Linked DNA regions of Anas platyrhynchos: region 1 is linked to region 2. A link is a contact called in public Hi-C data. All regions are on one chromosome and are shown on one strand. The core of a region is the stretch at or near the end of the contact, and the rest is flanking DNA. Distances in the headings are between cores, read along the strand shown.

The links. Hi-C and Micro-C count contacts between places; a contact is called where the count stands out from the background.
Region 1: a contact with region 2 is called in a Hi-C map of skeletal muscle, with 2.0 times the contacts expected there. The contact joins the enhancer-like site here to the promoter of ZNF451 in region 2. A contact is called at or near these places in 3 of 8 Hi-C or Micro-C datasets (skeletal muscle and subcutaneous adipose tissue).

Annotation. Positions count from the first base shown.
Region 1 is chr3:94,792,096-94,795,242 of IASCAAS_PekinDuck_T2T, forward strand. The region is part of intron 5 of DST (dystonin); the gene reads left to right. Among named protein-coding and RNA genes, the nearest start is that of DST, 110 kb to the left of the region's middle. Within about 2 kb of position 1,311, at least 8 of the 8 cell types and tissues checked have an H3K27ac peak or open chromatin away from gene starts, as enhancers often do. A contact at or near this core is called in subcutaneous adipose tissue, where this site is marked.
Region 2 is chr3:94,658,533-94,662,043 of IASCAAS_PekinDuck_T2T, forward strand. It overlaps ZNF451 (zinc finger protein 451), which reads right to left and starts at 1,303. Exons shown (of 16, transcript XM_072036325.1): 1 at 1,068-1,303; 2 at 583-666. The coding sequence starts at 663.

The DNA.
Region 1 (3,147 bases), core at 61-2,560, 130 kb after region 2:
GCTGGCTGTTCCTGCCTTATCTGATCATATGCTCACTCTGGCCTCTTTTGCCTTCTCCTCAGTATTCTGCAACACATTATTTCCTTTCCTTCCTCTGCTGTTTCAGTTGAGAACGCAATCCCTTGCATTTTAGGCACTGGGCTGGAGCATGCTGTGCCGTAGCACCAGTGTCTGTGAGGTGTCTCCGTGCTGGGTGTGCATCCACTGTATGCACAGAAAGGGCCACAACACTATTTTCCTGCCAGATTTTCTTCTGAAGCAGAAAAAGGGGCGAGATTGTTTTCATAGAGTTTTAGCAGGGCATGTTCTTTCCTTCCTTTCAACACCAAGCAGTTTTTGCTTGCAGATGCAGCAGGGACAGACTTTCCCATATCATCCATACAGGCATACACAACCAGATTTTGTCCAATATCAGTACAACACAACTAAACTGTCAAGAAAAAAAGAAGTGGGTTAGTTTCATCTCACTTTTCTTTTGTAGAGTTATGGTCAGATTCGCTACCTGGCTGTGGCTCTGTGAAGTGCATCAGTGAAAGAGGTTTTAGATGACTTCACTGCCAAGTCACAGCCTGTAGCATGTGTGATTCATGTGGAAGATAGCTTGTTCTTTGCCATGGCCTGTGGCAAAACCAGAGGTCAGTTTGTGCAGATTCAGTTCAGGTGTGTAGTTACCTAGGGCCGTTGAGATGTGTTAGGGAATTCAGGACAGGTTTGTGAGAGGCTGACAGGACGGACTTCAGCAAACCTGCATCCTCCTGGAGAAGAAGCCTTGGGGCAAGTGGCATAACCCTCAGCACATGAAATGGTCTTAGGTGTGTGCCCATGCAGCTGAATCAAGGCTTCGTTTTGTGTCACTGGAAATGAGACCCAGGCAGGCTGAAGGCGATGGTGTCAGGTTTGTTGTGACACCGGCCTACAGAAAAGGAAATCAAGCCCTGTGGCTCAGGGCCTTTGACTGCAGAAGGGGAACTGTACACGAGGTTGTAACTGATAACAACTCGATTACAGGGTCAACCAAATGCGTCAGCTGAACAGTATGATGAAGCTATGTGAGTTATGCAGGGTATTAATTTGCTAGATTTCAGAGGCAGCGACATCTTTACGGTCTCCATTTGTAGAGTGCCTAAAGTGCTGGGATCTGGGGCAGGATTACAGCTCCGCGTCTGCTACAATTTTAAAAGCAGTTTTTATTAGTGGCAGCGCAGGTTCCTCAATGCAGGGCTTAAGTTTACTGGGAATGTATGATATGAAAAATATCTCATGCTCATATTGAGGGGGGTGGAGCTTTACTTGACACAAACATTGTAGTATGCATGCCAGAAGAAGAAGATCAGAAGATGAATCATCTCTGAAACAGTACCTTAAATCTTCCCTGTCTGCTTTTGACTGATGAAGCCATTTTGCTTCTGGTTTGTCATATGCCCCATAGCCACTAAATACCTCCCACATCTTCCTTAAAGAATCTCTTGTCATGCCCAAATTATCCGGTCTCCCACACTCACATGGGTATATTGCAAAAAGCTGCCTGAGGCAGCATGTAACCTACTTTGCACGTGGACCTTGCAGAGTGTAGGGCTGACAATTCTGCTGTTTTATTGAAAAGCCACAAGAAGTCTTAATGAAATGCACGGGGGGTCTGCAAATCCTGTGGGTCCATCCAGGAGCTCCCACCTGAATGCTGTGGTACGACACGATTTGAAGGAGTCTTGGATGTGTTAGGAAAACAGCAGTGAAACAATACTTAGTTTTGTGTGTTTAAAGATCTAAGAATTCATTATATGTGTTGAGAGGCAAAACCTGCCTGAGTGATGATTGAGAGGTTTTTTGAGCTTTTCCTCAAGTGGCAATATAGGATCTCCTGAGAAGCACAAGGTGTTCCTTCGAGATGTGGCCTCCTGCGTTGAGTGAACACACTTGCCCAAAATACATCAATTGCCCAAATACATCTTTTTAGGTGCACATCTGCTGCTCAGGGCATTGGAACAAATTCCTTATTATGTTATCCTGTGCTAGCATGTCACAGTCGTATGTCCTAATCAATTAATCTTCTCAATAACTGTCAGTCAATGGCAGAACTAAGAAAGAAGTCTAAGGCATATATTGCTGTTTTTCCTGTTGTGAAACCTCTATGGCACTTTCTTCATAAACAGTATGGATTTATCTCTGAAACATCTGTGATTTCTAGAAAGATGAATTGGGGAAAATGTTTGGTTCTGAAATACTTTGGAAACCTCAGAGTATAAGAAACAAACAGAAAGTAAACAAATGTGCATTGTGAGAGACAGGCCAGAGGATAAATAATCTTTAAGGCACAAAATTAAACTGCATCTAATGAGGAAACAAAATGGACAGATTAGAAACTGTTAAATTTTGTTGTCTCACAATTCTGCACATTGCTATTGTCAGGAATTTTGTGTTGAAAAGGGTGGATATGCCGACTTGCATGCCTGTGACTCTTCAGCAGCGCTGGTCTGGTGTCTTTTAGATGTATGTCCCTTTCCTCTGTCCTCAACCTGATGTCCTCCCTTGTCTTTAGTCACCAGCCTGCACTGTGGCTCCAGTCTGGCTTGGGATTCAGTTCTCCTAAGGGAGCTGGAGAGTGACACGTCCTGGCCAGAGGGGCAGGGAGGAGGGGGACCCTCTCACAGGGTTTTATTGTAGAAAAATTGCCTGCTTTTGTGGGAAAGCCTTTAGCACACAGTTTTCCGTGGTTCTTTGAATGGAAACATAAAAAGGCACAGTTGTTTTGGGTTCAAAAATGAAGACCCTTGTGCTTTTAATTTTTTCAGCATTTAGCATAATGAAATCTAGTATCAGGGGTTTTAATGTTGTCTTTGAGGCTTTCCTTTTTTTTTTTTCTTTTTTTTTCTTTTTCTGCCACATATATACTGGGAGAACATTTGTTTCTTTGTTTAGCTTAACAGCAGTTCATATTCCCAGAGATTTTTCCTGTGTCATTTTTTTTAAATTAACTGCACATTGGATTTTTAATCACAGTTGGGATTAAAATTAAATTACATTTTATATGCATGTGAGCGTATAAAGCTATGTATATATATAAGAGTGATGTTGTGCATGTACCTTGATTGCATCTGCAGAATCTTTATAAACGGTTTGGAAAATATTATCTGTTGTAATTCCTTACGG
Region 2 (3,511 bases), core at 53-2,552:
GGATAAATCATCTTTCTGTTCTTCCACATGTGCCTGCCATCCAGCACCAATTGACTGATGCTGGATTGAGGCTAGAGCACTGCCAGCATGAAAAACACCCTCTTTTCCTTGGGTATTTGACAGATATAAGTATCTTAAGGTTAGGTGTGTGTAAGGTGAACGGGTAACTGGTGCTGTAGTGTAGGTACAGGACACTGCTTCACGATTTGAGAAGACTGCTTAAGGCCTCTTACCTCGTTACCTTTGATGAGGCTGCTCATTAAGCACCCCGCCACACGACCAGCAGTGCCTGACCTTGCCGTGTACCCCCCGGCCCCCTCACACCCCACACCCACCCGCTGGGCTGCTCGGCTCTAGGTTCGCCCTGTAGGACCGACTGGCATCACCCAGCACCTTCCCAACGAAGGGGCCAAAAGCACCTTTGATATAAGCTTGTTATCTGTTTAATACAAACTTGTTATCTTAAAGCTGACACCGACGACTTCAGATGTCACAATTTTTGCTGATTTTGGTTACATTTGAAGGGCACGCATTAAGTTTTCTGCCCCAAGCCCCCGTTTGCAGGCGCGGGGTCCTACTTACTCCAACAAACTCAATCTCGTCCTCGCTTTCGGAAGCCGACGACCTCCTCTCGGAACCGGCGGCCGAGCCGTAGGGCTCCATCACCTAGGGAGACACAAACCCCAAATCCCCTCACCACCGCGGATTTCAATTTGCCAGGCCCCCCCCCCACCCCAATCCCCAAACCGCGGCCTAACCCAGGCAGCGCCCCGCTGCCGGCGTCCCCAGGGGGAGAAGCACCCGTGGGGGCTCGGCACCGCCCCGGGGGGCTCGGCATGGCCCTGGGGGGCTCGGTACCACCCCGCTCGCCCCAAAACCCACCCTGGGGCTGCTGCCCGCTGCAGCGCCGCTTCCTCTTCCCCCGGGGGCGGCGGGGAAGGGGGAGAGGCGTGGCGGCAGCGCGGCTTGCCGGGACTTGTAGTCGCCGCCCGGCTTCACCCCCGTCCCTTTCCCCTTCTCCTTCTCCATCCCCTCCCCGCTACGGTGCACGGAGCCCGGGGACCCACGCGATGGTGCCGGGACCAGGACCGGGGCCGGGGCCGGCGCCGGCCATAGCGGCGGGCGGCGGCCAGGGCGCGGAGGCGGGAGCGGGAGCAGCAGCAGGAGGAGGCTGTGGGGCGATGGCGCCCGTGCCCTGCTCCCTGCTCGCCCCCCGGACACCGTTGTCCCGGCGCCGGTAGCCGGGCGGGGAACGTTGTGGCCGCCCTGCTTGAAAGAGGCTTCGGTTCTGAGGGCGGGGTGGGGGCAAAACGTGCCCCCCCCCCCCCTCCCGGGGCTCCCTCCTCATGCCCCCTGCCCCGCCCGCGCCATGTCTCAGGGGGTGGCAGGGGGTGGAAGCTGTGTGGTAACCACCGGGCCTCGGCTCTGGTGGCTTCATGCAGGGTGGGCAAGCTTGGAAGATCTAAAAGAAACATTACTCTGGGGATCTGCGACCCCTTTTCCCTTATAATTTGAGTTTCCTGGCTGGGGAATGCACTGCGGCAGCCAGGCTGTGTGGGGGAGCAGGGTGGGCGACGGGGATGGATGTCTGTGGTGGGCTCTGCTGCTACAAAATGCTGAGGGAAAATAAACGGGCTTGTGAATGTTAATGGATGAAATGTTGATATCTTGGAGACCTGTAACTGAAAATGATGAGATCCTGAAATAAAATGACACAGCTAAGATGAATTTTATTTATTTTATTGACTTGTTTTCTTGCCTTTTATCTACTACTGCTCTCCTCCCTTCACCCCAGTTACCTTGAGCCACCCCAAGTACATATGAATTGCCTTTGCTCAACGCATTAACGCTGGGTAAATAGGAACATGTAATGACACAGTTGCATGCCTACATGAAAGACCTAAATGCACACAAAGCACGTCACTATTCCTCCTTACTAAATTTTGTATACCTGAGGAAGATTTGAGGACAGTATGTTAAGTTTTGGTGATCTGGAAGCTTTGTGAAAGAAATAACGCATCACAGGGCACTTAAAGTCAGCATTAATTTAGTGCACTTTTCTTGTAAGCAAGTTACTGTACTGTAAGTTTTAAGCCCCATTTCATGTGTGAATGAAAACAGCTCTCTGGTAGATATACTGAGATGCTGAATGGCAAAAACCAACCAACCAACCACCACAATGACTGAAATATTTTTATATACATTTTCTGTTGTGTAAACTCAGAATTAGCCCCTTCAGTGAGATGTAATTCTTGTTTCTTTTTTACTGTTTGACTACTAATTAAAATAGACTAGGTAACAAATTTCTACAACTTCATCACTATTGAGGTGCATAAACAAAACTAAACTACTGCTTAGAAAATTCAAGTCCTTGTTGATGCCTAAAATTTCATATTTTGCATTTTAACTTATATGTGCTAACAGAACGTTGATAGCAGCTGTTCTGTTTGTAGCTTGTATTTGCACTTAGTTACTTGTTATTCTTGAAGGTAGATAATCTGATGTGCAATAATATTGGGTTAATAGAACAAGGTGGCATTGTTTTTTGAAACTGCTCCTCTATGAAAATGACACTGAATAGGAAATTTTCAGCAGTAACTCAAGTAAATGAAGCATGTTTGCTATTGCAGTGACCCATCCAAACATCCTCCGGCTACACAAACAATTATGGAAAAAAAAAAAAAGAATAGCAAGAGGATTGATACATGTAATCATGTCAGCATTGACAGTATGCTGATGAAACTCTGAACTCCAAAATAACAGTATTTTAGGTAATGCCTGGGAAAGTACAGACTTCTTAGGTTGTGGGGAAAGTTTTAGACAGTTCTTATGCAGACTCAGTTTCATGCAGAAGAGAAAAAATGCAGCCTGCAGCCTTTTTGGCTGGTAGAACAACTGCAATGCAGATTCACCATCTCACTTTTCATGAGTTGTTTTTTTTTTTTTTTTTTTTTTTTCTTTTTTTTTTCTTTTTTTTTTTTTTCTCTCCAAAGGTAGCAGCAGACAAACCTAGGAGAGCAGGGGGTACCCATGTTCTGCTGATGAGTTAAAATCTTCAAGTCCAAACCTCCAAGCGAAGTCTGAGGATTAAACAGGATGCGGAAGCTTTTTTTCTGAGCAGATCTCATTTTCTCACACAGGCTCAGCAGTATTATTGTCACCCAACTCCACATATTCATTATATGCCTTTAAAACAATTATAGAATTAAAAAAGATCCTCGCTCCTTAAAGTGAAACATTGCCTTTTTTACCGCTGATTTCCTTCTTGTATTAGCATTGCATACTGCCACCTACTCTTGATCTAGAAAATGTAGATGTATTTTTTGACTCTTATCTATATACTGTAAGTGAACTTGATGTGCATGAAAAACACTGAAAATACTACTTATTCAATAGTGCATTTTTTCAGCAAGTTTATCTTGTTCTTCACATAGCTTAATATCTTCCCTCCTTGGACAGCAGGTGTTTTTAATGAGCAGTTCATAACAACGTCCAAATTCTTTGCTGTTAT